Linked DNA regions of Hordeum vulgare: region 2 is linked to region 1. Evidence: chromatin contacts called from public Hi-C data. All regions are on one chromosome and are shown on one strand. The core of a region is the stretch at or near the end of the contact, and the rest is flanking DNA. Distances in the headings are between cores, read along the strand shown. Region 1 overlaps LOC123443621 (nicotinamide adenine dinucleotide transporter 2, mitochondrial-like). Region 2 has its middle 480 kb from the start of LOC123443621.

Region 1 (4,592 bases), core at 761-3,260:
GTATTTTTTCATGAGTGCTATTTCAATTAGTTGTCGTATTTGATTTCAGTTTTTGATAGTGTATGAACAATATAATATTGGTTGTTTCACTTCGTAACTATTGCGATTTTACGACACTCTAGATGTTTTGTAGTTGCTTAACGAAATATCTGGTTCGGATTCGCCAATTTTTTTTAGCTTGTAGCCCGCCCCGGCTCCTAATTTTTCCTGGCTCCGCCACTGGTTGTGGAGATTGCCCCGAGCAATTTGTACGGGTACCGGTAACCGCCCCAAGGGTTGTCATTTGTAAGTGTTCGGTGACTGCCCTCAAGGGTCCCTTAGTGGAATCACGGCATCTTGCATTGTGCGAGGGCGTGAGGAGATTACGGTGGCCTTAGTGGCATCTTGGGGAGCATTGTGCCTCCACACCGCTCCAACGGAGATTAGCATCCGCAAGGGTGTGAACTTCGGGATACATCATCGTCTCTGCGTGCCTCGGTTATCTCTTACCCGAACTCTTTACTTATGCACTTTACTTTGTGATAGCCACATTGTTTATTGTCATAATATCTTGCTATCACTTAGTTGTTTATCTTGCTTAGCATAAGTTATTGGTGCACATAGGTGAGCCTAGTTGTTGTAGGTTTTGTGCTTGACAAATTAAACGTCAATTTTATTCCGCATTTGTTCAAGCCTAAACCGTAATTATTTTAAAGCGCCTATTCAACCCCCCCCCCTCTAGGCGACATCCACGTCCTTTCACCTATTAAAACTTCCAAACCGGAGGGAGGGGGAGTTTTATAGACTCGGTAGTGAATAACATAGCATCATCCACGGTGCCACCTCGAAGAACGAGCATGACACATGGTAACTTTTGACCTTAGGGTTTAAAAAGTTTTTTATTTAACCCCCCCACCCCTAAACTTATGTATAAATAGCATGATAATTTACTCATCGCCAGCATGATAACTTACAACCAAACACAATGGTAACTTTTTTTAAAGGTGGAGGGGAGGTCAAGAAAAGTGTGAAAACATACACCCATTAACTCTTTTTTTTAAATAAACATGAACTTTATTCATTAGAAATAACTACTACATCGTCTGTGAGTAACATTACAATTTCATCTAATGGTTCATCAAACCATTCAGAAGCCACATAAAATCTTGCTTCTCTATTACAATGTTCGACTCTAGTAACTACAAAATCACACGCGTAATAAAAATAATCATCGAATATCGCCGCCGCCGCACCCGCAAATCGTCCTCGGTCCCATTAACTTTTGTGTAAGCAGGGTGATAATCTATGCACTATAGACTATAACTTACTACAACACATTATATGTTTGACCGCGTAGGAAGGGGGTGATTTGTTCAAATACACACTGATAACTTTTTATGTTATGAATAGCATGGTAATATGGCTTGATAACTTACACTCAATACAGTAAGAACTCAAATTTTAGTTGAGGTGTTTTTATTCACAATGAAAATCATTTGACGTTCACCATGATAGTGAAATAGAGTTGACGCTAACCGCCCGACCCCCGTGTGGCCCTCGTCCTCGGGCGGCACGAGGGAACCCTAGCCACCGCCCAGCAAGCCACCTCCACGCCATCCTCTCCCGCATCGCCGCCGTCGGAGGGTCGGCTAGCGAAGTCGCGTCGGACCCCGGGATGGCGACGGCAAGGCGGACCTGACGCATTGCACCTTTTCCCCTTCCTGGGAGCTTCCCCATGGTAGATTTGACGCACGTCACGACCAGCCCCTCCCGTGGCGTCGCGTCCAGCACCCCACCCCGTCCCGCGAACGATGGCTGGTCCAACGGCTTCCTCCTCGTGCCCCCATGCGAGTGCCCCCATGCGATTGTGACCCTCCCTCTGTCGGGATTTGGATCTTCGCCTGCGGCCAGCTGCGACGTTTCCTAGCTCGTTGCGGCTCATCCGACGGCCCCGCGCGTCGTCTGTGGTGCGGCTCCTCTTCCCCCACGCTCGCTCACGAGCTTCGGATCGGCCCTCCCTTGGACGGCGACCTTGGAGGCACGGTCAGGATTTGGCTATGCATGTGGTCACCATCACCACCCCACCACGGCAGGGGCAAGTGTTGCCTGGGGAACGTGAAACCATGATCCCTCCTGCGTCCACGATCGACTGGGCTAGCTTCGGGCCCGACGTGCCCCGGGAGCTATGCTCCTTCCAGCTCCCTTGGTTTGCTGGCACGTCCGCACCCCCACCCTGCTGGTGCTTTGGTTGGCCGTCCACCCCGACACATCTTTAATTCTGGCGTACTCCGGGACCTACGCCCCCTTCTAATTTCTTGGGCCCATCGACGTCCTTTCGGTTTCGGTGCCGGCGACCCAAAATTGTGCTACCCTCCAGATCCTGGCTCGCTCGAGCCGCGGCCACCATCACACCCTGCATTGCTTCTCATTCCGTCTAGCCACCCACCTATGTGCCCCGTCCGCCGCTTCCTTGCTTACGCTTCCAGCATCACTCCCATGCCTATGGTCGTGGTTCACACCTATGCCCGACTTCTTTGCCGATTCGTACTTCAATGGATTGGGATCGCACAGACTCTGGCCAGAGCGAAATCCATGCATTTTCTGTTGGTAGCAGCGACACCCAAGGGTGTCGTCCTCTTCTTGGAGTCGTTGTCATGGCAGTTATCTGTGCTAAATGTTTTCAAATACCTTAGCCTTTTTACCTATTAACGATGCAAAAGCAAGAGCAATTGGTTTGGTAACAATGTACGGAAGGAATCATAGCAAGGAAGGGATCGTTTGGATCTGAAGTTAGAAACAGAGCGATCGGATGTTATCAGTCCTTTTCTAAAAGCATGCCAACGTTCTGTAGACAACGATTTGCTCCTAACAACTATGCAGAATTAATTTAAATGAATAGGGCTTCTCCGTCACGGCAAAACACAAACCTCTAGATCTGTCTACTTTCACCAAAATCTGTCATTAACAGATATCTTTTCTTCAATAATGGACAAATGGCAATGCAACCACGATAACAAACCATTACAGCCAGAACTTATGATTAAGCATTGCAAGCACATTGAAGATTTGTTTGTTCCACCTTTGCCGAGAAAATCTTTCACCCCGCTTTATATATATAAAGCAAACCATCATACCAAGAATACAAACATAAGACCAAATCCAGACACATACACACACACAAGGTAGCACGACACCAAGTAGGGGGGTTCTGCTGAGGGCACAACTTAACAAGCCCTAAAAGACAAAATAAGGCGGAGGGACCGCAATAAAGTTCCACCTTTCAATTAGGAGGGCAGGAGCTTGTGCATGAGTCGATTGATCATCTCATAACTAGTGAAAGTAATGACAGCGTTCGGCGTTGTTCGCAACAAATTTGTAGCACAACCTCGGTAGAATCCAGCAATCCCCTCCTTCTGTAACACTTGCTTTATACAGTCCGTTACACCTATATACCGTATAGCACCATGGGGAACACGGCCTTGTTCTTGCAACTTAGATCTTACAACCTGCGTGTAAACCAATGATTGAAAATTACAATAATACAAAAGGGCCTTTTGATGTGCCAAAAAAAGGTGATTATTTCTTGATAAATTAAACACATCTCTCTGTTTTCTTTCTCTGATTTAACTCCTAAAGGAGATCAGATATATCATACTCCATCCATGTCAGGGCCTATTTTGTTTATTAAGGCATGGAATTGGTGTCACTAGATATGTTGTCCAAAGTATCCTGATTCTGACTTTGTACACATAAACCACATATTAACAGACTAACTCTTGGTCAAATCCTTGTCTTGCCAAAAATACACCTTACATTTGTAATGGATAAAATATTTCTTTAGCCTCTCATTTCATAAGTTTATGTATTTCATTTGAAAATAGACTCCTCATTTTTAGTAGGCATTAACAATTGCTCCATTCAGTTATCCCAGTGAGAAGTAAAGAACTCGTCAGTTGTTGAACTCATGATTTGCTATTCCATAATGGGGACACAAGCAGGTCTGGCAGAAGTTGCAAACTACACTGTGCGCTGGTACTACCATAGAAGGAGAAGCATGTACACAGCAAATGATAAGCATTTTGCTGACGGAAGTATACTATCAAACAGGGAGGGTCGATAAACATACCTCATGAGGGTATGTTATGAGCGAGGCTGTTATTTTGGATCCTGAGGAACAAATTGCTAACTGACCAGGGCCAAGCTTATCAACTGTAGTATTGTCTGGAAAACACATGCACTTTTCAGTCAATCTCTTGCCCAGATTCGTCTCACCTTTCATTGTACAAGATATCTTATTACCTCTTTTTGCAATGTACAGCTTCGCCTTCTCGTATACTGGGAACTGGATGGCTACATGAGTAACCCCAGCTAAAGAAGGAAGAAGACCACTGTTGTCATGGAAGAAACAATCAAGGACACAGCAAAAAGTAAAAAATATTGAGCTTTATAGTCAAAATGCAGCCTACCTGTACAATCCACGGAGACCTTCTTCTGCTGCAATCCTACGTAACGCGGATAAGATGCTCGTATAAGGCACAACACCAGGCCTCATCCCTTGTGTCTTCAAGAGGAAACAGAGTAATATAGTTGTTGCATTCATTCAATGTACCACA
Region 2 (4,545 bases), core at 1,493-3,992, 420 kb before region 1:
TACCAAGTTCATCAAGGTAATCATCAAGACCAGTATTCTTAAATTATGTCCCATTATCACTCGTGATGTATTTGATCCTGACGTTGAAGTTCGTTGAGGCCGTTGAGGAAAATCATTTGAAGACCTCCTGCACTTCAGTTTTGTAAGCAATGAAGTGTACCCAAGTATAACGAGAATAGTCATCAACGACGACAAAGCCATATAGAGATGTTGCATTGGTTAGAGTAGCATAATGAGTAGATCCAAATAGATACAAATGAAGCAATTCAAACAGACGAGTAGTAGTCATGATAGTCCTCGAGGGGTGTTTGGATATGGTGATTTTTCCACACTCACAATCACCGCAGAGATGGTCCTTGAGGAATTTGACGGTTTCGATGCCAATGACATGCTCCTTCTTTGCGAGTGTGTGCAGATTCCTCATGCCTGCATGACCTAGTCACCGATCCCATAGCCAACCTTCTGAGGTTTTTGCTAGTAGACATGTGGCTGGTCGAGGAGATGTAGAGAAGGCAACAATATACAAGTATCCTCTCCTAAAGCATTCAAAGACTTTGGATTTGTCAGATTCCATGATGACTACACATCTATATTTTCCAAAGATGACAATCATATCAAGATCACAAAGCATTAAGACCGACATGAGGTTAAAGCCAAGGGATTCAACAAGCATGACTTTCTTCATGTGCCAATCCTTAGAGATAGCCACTTTAAAACTTTCTGTGTGGTTGGTAAAAAAAACTTTGTCTGTGATATATGATGTTTGAACTAATTGTTGTTTCCTTACTTGTTTGCTAGTGTTTTATATCACAAAATTTCCTCATACTCTCTGGACTGATCTCCTTGGCCCCAAGTCCTTTCCCAATGATCATACCATGTGAGTAGGACCTAAAACTAATTTTTACCAAATAATATTTGGACCAAAAATAATTTAATTAATTTTGCTTTTCAATAACCCATGAATTGAGGTTTGTACTACAAGTCCTCAAATTAGCGAAGATGTTTTGCTGCAAATATTTTATTTAAATCCTATTATCAAAAAGACTTCCCAAAACCACAAAATTATTATTTTAAAATTTACTTTCCTATTTTATTTAATCACCTTTTTATGAGGCCACAAATGGTCTTTTATGGAGAAAAAATATTTTTCTTTCTTTTAAAATAGTTGGGAAAATTTAGGGAAACTAAGTGGACATATATATTCCATATATAAGAGTTTCAACTCAGTGGGAATTAATTTATATGGATTTATCTACAGAAAGCCACTTCTGCCCATTTCTAGGGTTTTTCAGGTCTACATTGGAAAATTTCTCCAACAAATATCAAATTTCGTGTCTAGCCTCATTTTTAATTATCATAGGATTATGTTGAATATCATGGGCATTGGATCCCACTAGGTGTCCCTAGACATCGTCAAACACCTTCTGCCATAAACTAGAGGACAAGCAATGGTGGCCCTAAGTTATTCTCCTTGTTCCAAGAATTTTACCATAGCTTTTGCTAGCCCTCTACCACATCTAGTAACTTTGCCATGGCCCTTGATCAATTATAGAGGGTAACTCCCTCTCTTTACCTCTCCTTTTTACCTTGGCAGCACCTCTTTTACCCCTCTTCCATTATTAATGTTCACGCAAATGCCCCCAAATGTTTCCACAACACCTCTAGTGTGCTAGTGCACCACTTCCAACAAAGATATATCATGCTCATGTGGAAAATATGAGCAACCCTTCTAATACTTGATTTTTGGCAGAAATGTTGCCTTGAACTACAAGTGCTAGCTACAGTCCTCTCCCTAAGCTGAAACTTCGTAGTCTTGAAGTTATTGTATAGCCAAGGCTACTAGACATGGTGTCATCCCAAGTCCCCCAGTAGAAACCCTTTTTGCTAGCCCCAAGTTTGTTGCTGTAAACTTAACCACAGATGAAACCCATCCTACATAGACCCATATGGGTCCAAACTCCTCCATCACCTTTTACCATATGGGCCTCACACTCTAGGCAAGCTTTGGCAGAGCAAAATATGCCCTCGACACTAGTGGGCATGGTCACCACACCTTTAGCCTATAGAAATGGCGCTCTGCACTTTGTCCTCATCCTCTAACTCATGTCCAGCAGTGGCAGAATGTCCGAGTATGCCAGGAAATCCCTCTTGGCCTCCCACGCCCATCCACGACGCCAGCTTGCCTCCAAAGCTCCTCTGTTATGTGTCCTCGTCGTGCCTAGAGCACTCCAGATCTCCCGCGCTTCCCTCACTCGCCCCCTCCATTTTACCTCGCCCCAAGCCCCCACTCGACTCTCTCTCACTCCTCCTACTCCCAAGAACCCCCCTGGTCCGAGCCATTGGAGCCCCGGGCTCTGCACCCCCTTCTGATGGCTGCCATGGTCTGCCTCGGCCTCGCTCAAATGTGAGCTCCCTCGAGCCCCTCCTCTCCTCTCACCCTCAGCTGGACCACTACAAAGTCCCAACTCTCCTCCCCGTGGTCCATTCCCCCCTCTCGATGGCTCTCGCACCATGCCCAGTGCCGCCATCGATATCCTCCGCCATGGCCGAAGCTGAGGTCGCCCCCGACCGTCCCCGGGGCCAACGGCCACCCAGGTGAGTGTGGTAGGCCACCTCGGGCCTACCGGTGGCCGGAGCGCCGCCAAGGGCGGCTAGAGACATCAGGTCGGGTGCCGGCGCGTGCTTGGTCGAGCTCCCCCGCCTCTCCCCTACTCTGGCAGGAGGTGGGAGGTGGATCTGACAGCGGGTCCTGGTGGTTGGTAGCTAAGTCCCGGGCCCCCTCTTTAAGTGGACGTGCCTCCCACCGAGTTGTGTATTTTTGTGGTGAAAGCTTCTTCCTGGAAGGCGCCTTCGATGGCCTCCTATGTGTGCAATTGAAGCTGTTGGGTCGGCCCAATTGCTTATCCTGCCCCTGACGCTAAATAGCCTAGTGGTATAAAACCCTTCTCCCTCCTTTTTTTATCCACACAGGTTCAAATATCCATCAAATATTCATAATGACTCCAAATTTAATAATTGGAGGTCCTATAGATTTCTAAAATTATAACCTATCAAAATATGAGCATTGCACATTTTTACAAAAATCTTATATATAGTGTTCAAATTCAAATTTGAATTTGAACTACTCAAACTCCACCTTCCAAAATTCCTAGAGGACTCAAATCAACTCCAAATGGAGTGATTCCAATTTGTAAATGACTCTAAAATCATGCTCTATTTTTCTAGCCTAGGCGAACATGTTTCTCATACATTATTTTTGTTCGACCAAATAAATAGAACTTCCACCATTTATTCGAAAATATTAAATATGTAGGAAAATCATCCCAACTCCAAATCCAGTGAGACCAATTCAAAAAGTTTTCTAAAATCATGCCCTATCAGATAAATGCATCCACTCATTTTTTAAGATAATATTTTCTATTGACTTCTTGCGGGCCACTGATGCCTCCATTTCCACCGTTCGGAAATCTGTGGTGATCCAAATCTCTTAGAACAAGATTCATAATTTTTCTTATAACCAAAGATGTCCAAGAAAAATAAAACTCCTATTTTTAGAGCACTTTTGTTTTCTTCTTGTGGTGTTGCTCCTTGTGCGTGTTCCGGCGATAGTTGACGAGATAGACGAGGTGATCGGAGTGGACTAGAAGCTCGTGAAGATCCCAGACACATTGTTGAGCAAGGCATGCAACCCTTTGACCATGTGTAAGAAACTATTTTGATGCATCTCATATATAACACTTTGTTCCAATGCATAAGATCATCTTGAATCAGTGACTCCATAAGTTGGTTGTTTTCGATAACTCCTCATTGGCACTTGCACTTGAGCATGACCCTAACTTCCTATGAGGGTTGTGTGGGTGGGAAGTAGTTAGGTTGCTAGTAGTTGCTACGCAATGGGATGAGACCATGCATGGTGACGATAAAGGAAAGTGATTTCAAAGGGTTTACAAAAACCCCGTCGGGTGCCACTAATGCTCGAGGGAGATGGTGTGAGCTAAGTAGCCACTTGGGATAGAAGTGGTGTACCGAGGCTAGCGAGTGTGTAGTTTTTTCAGAAATCAGATTGGTTTAAGTTGCGACTGTTACTCCAACCTTACATGTACAACAATGATACCCCTTATGTGACAGGGCTTTGTTAATTACTATGGTTGGTGCTAGTAGAGAGCCCGCATTGGCGGGAATCACGTGGTCACTCTTGAGACGGGGCCGTGTCCAGAGAAGGGTGACCATGGGTTGTTTTCACAAACACCGGGCACACCATTGCGTGCCCTCGTGGATGACGCATGAATGTGCATCACGAGGGATTGTCACAAACGAGTGGTATCTTTGCTAGTATCATCATGGGAAAGGTGATGCTCGGATACTTACCTCGGGATTGAAAAATACCGTTACTCATGTCTTGACACGAAAGTTTCCTGAGTCTTGTGGGTAACGTGTGCAACCTCTACAGAGTGTAAAATTATTCGAATAGTCGTGTCCATGTTCAAGGACAGTTGGATGAACGCTCTTGGGCTACGTCCATGTTTACCAAATAGTGTGCACGTT

Evidence for each region. Hi-C and Micro-C count contacts between places; a contact is called where the count stands out from the background.
Region 2: a contact with region 1 is called in a Hi-C map of leaf, with 6 times the contacts expected there. The contact joins two enhancer-like sites. A contact is called at or near these places in 2 of 6 Hi-C or Micro-C datasets (leaf and seedling) and 1 of 1 datasets of contacts at active chromatin or transcription factors (embryo).

Annotation. Positions count from the first base shown.
Region 1 is chr3H:252,034,264-252,038,855 of MorexV3_pseudomolecules_assembly, reverse strand. LOC123443621 (nicotinamide adenine dinucleotide transporter 2, mitochondrial-like) reads right to left here. Exons shown (of 9, transcript XM_045120094.1): 6 at 4,446-4,540; 7 at 4,279-4,367; 8 at 4,106-4,200; 9 at 3,060-3,485. The coding sequence ends at 3,264. Among protein-coding and RNA genes, the nearest start is that of LOC123443621, 56 kb to the right of the region's middle. Within about 2 kb of position 2,010, at least 3 of the 3 cell types and tissues checked have open chromatin away from gene starts, as enhancers often do. A contact at or near this core is called in leaf and seedling, where this site is marked.
Region 2 is chr3H:252,455,853-252,460,397 of MorexV3_pseudomolecules_assembly, reverse strand. No RefSeq gene overlaps it. Among protein-coding and RNA genes, the nearest start is that of LOC123443621, 480 kb to the right of the region's middle. Within about 2 kb of position 2,742, at least 3 of the 3 cell types and tissues checked have open chromatin away from gene starts, as enhancers often do. A contact at or near this core is called in leaf and seedling, where this site is marked.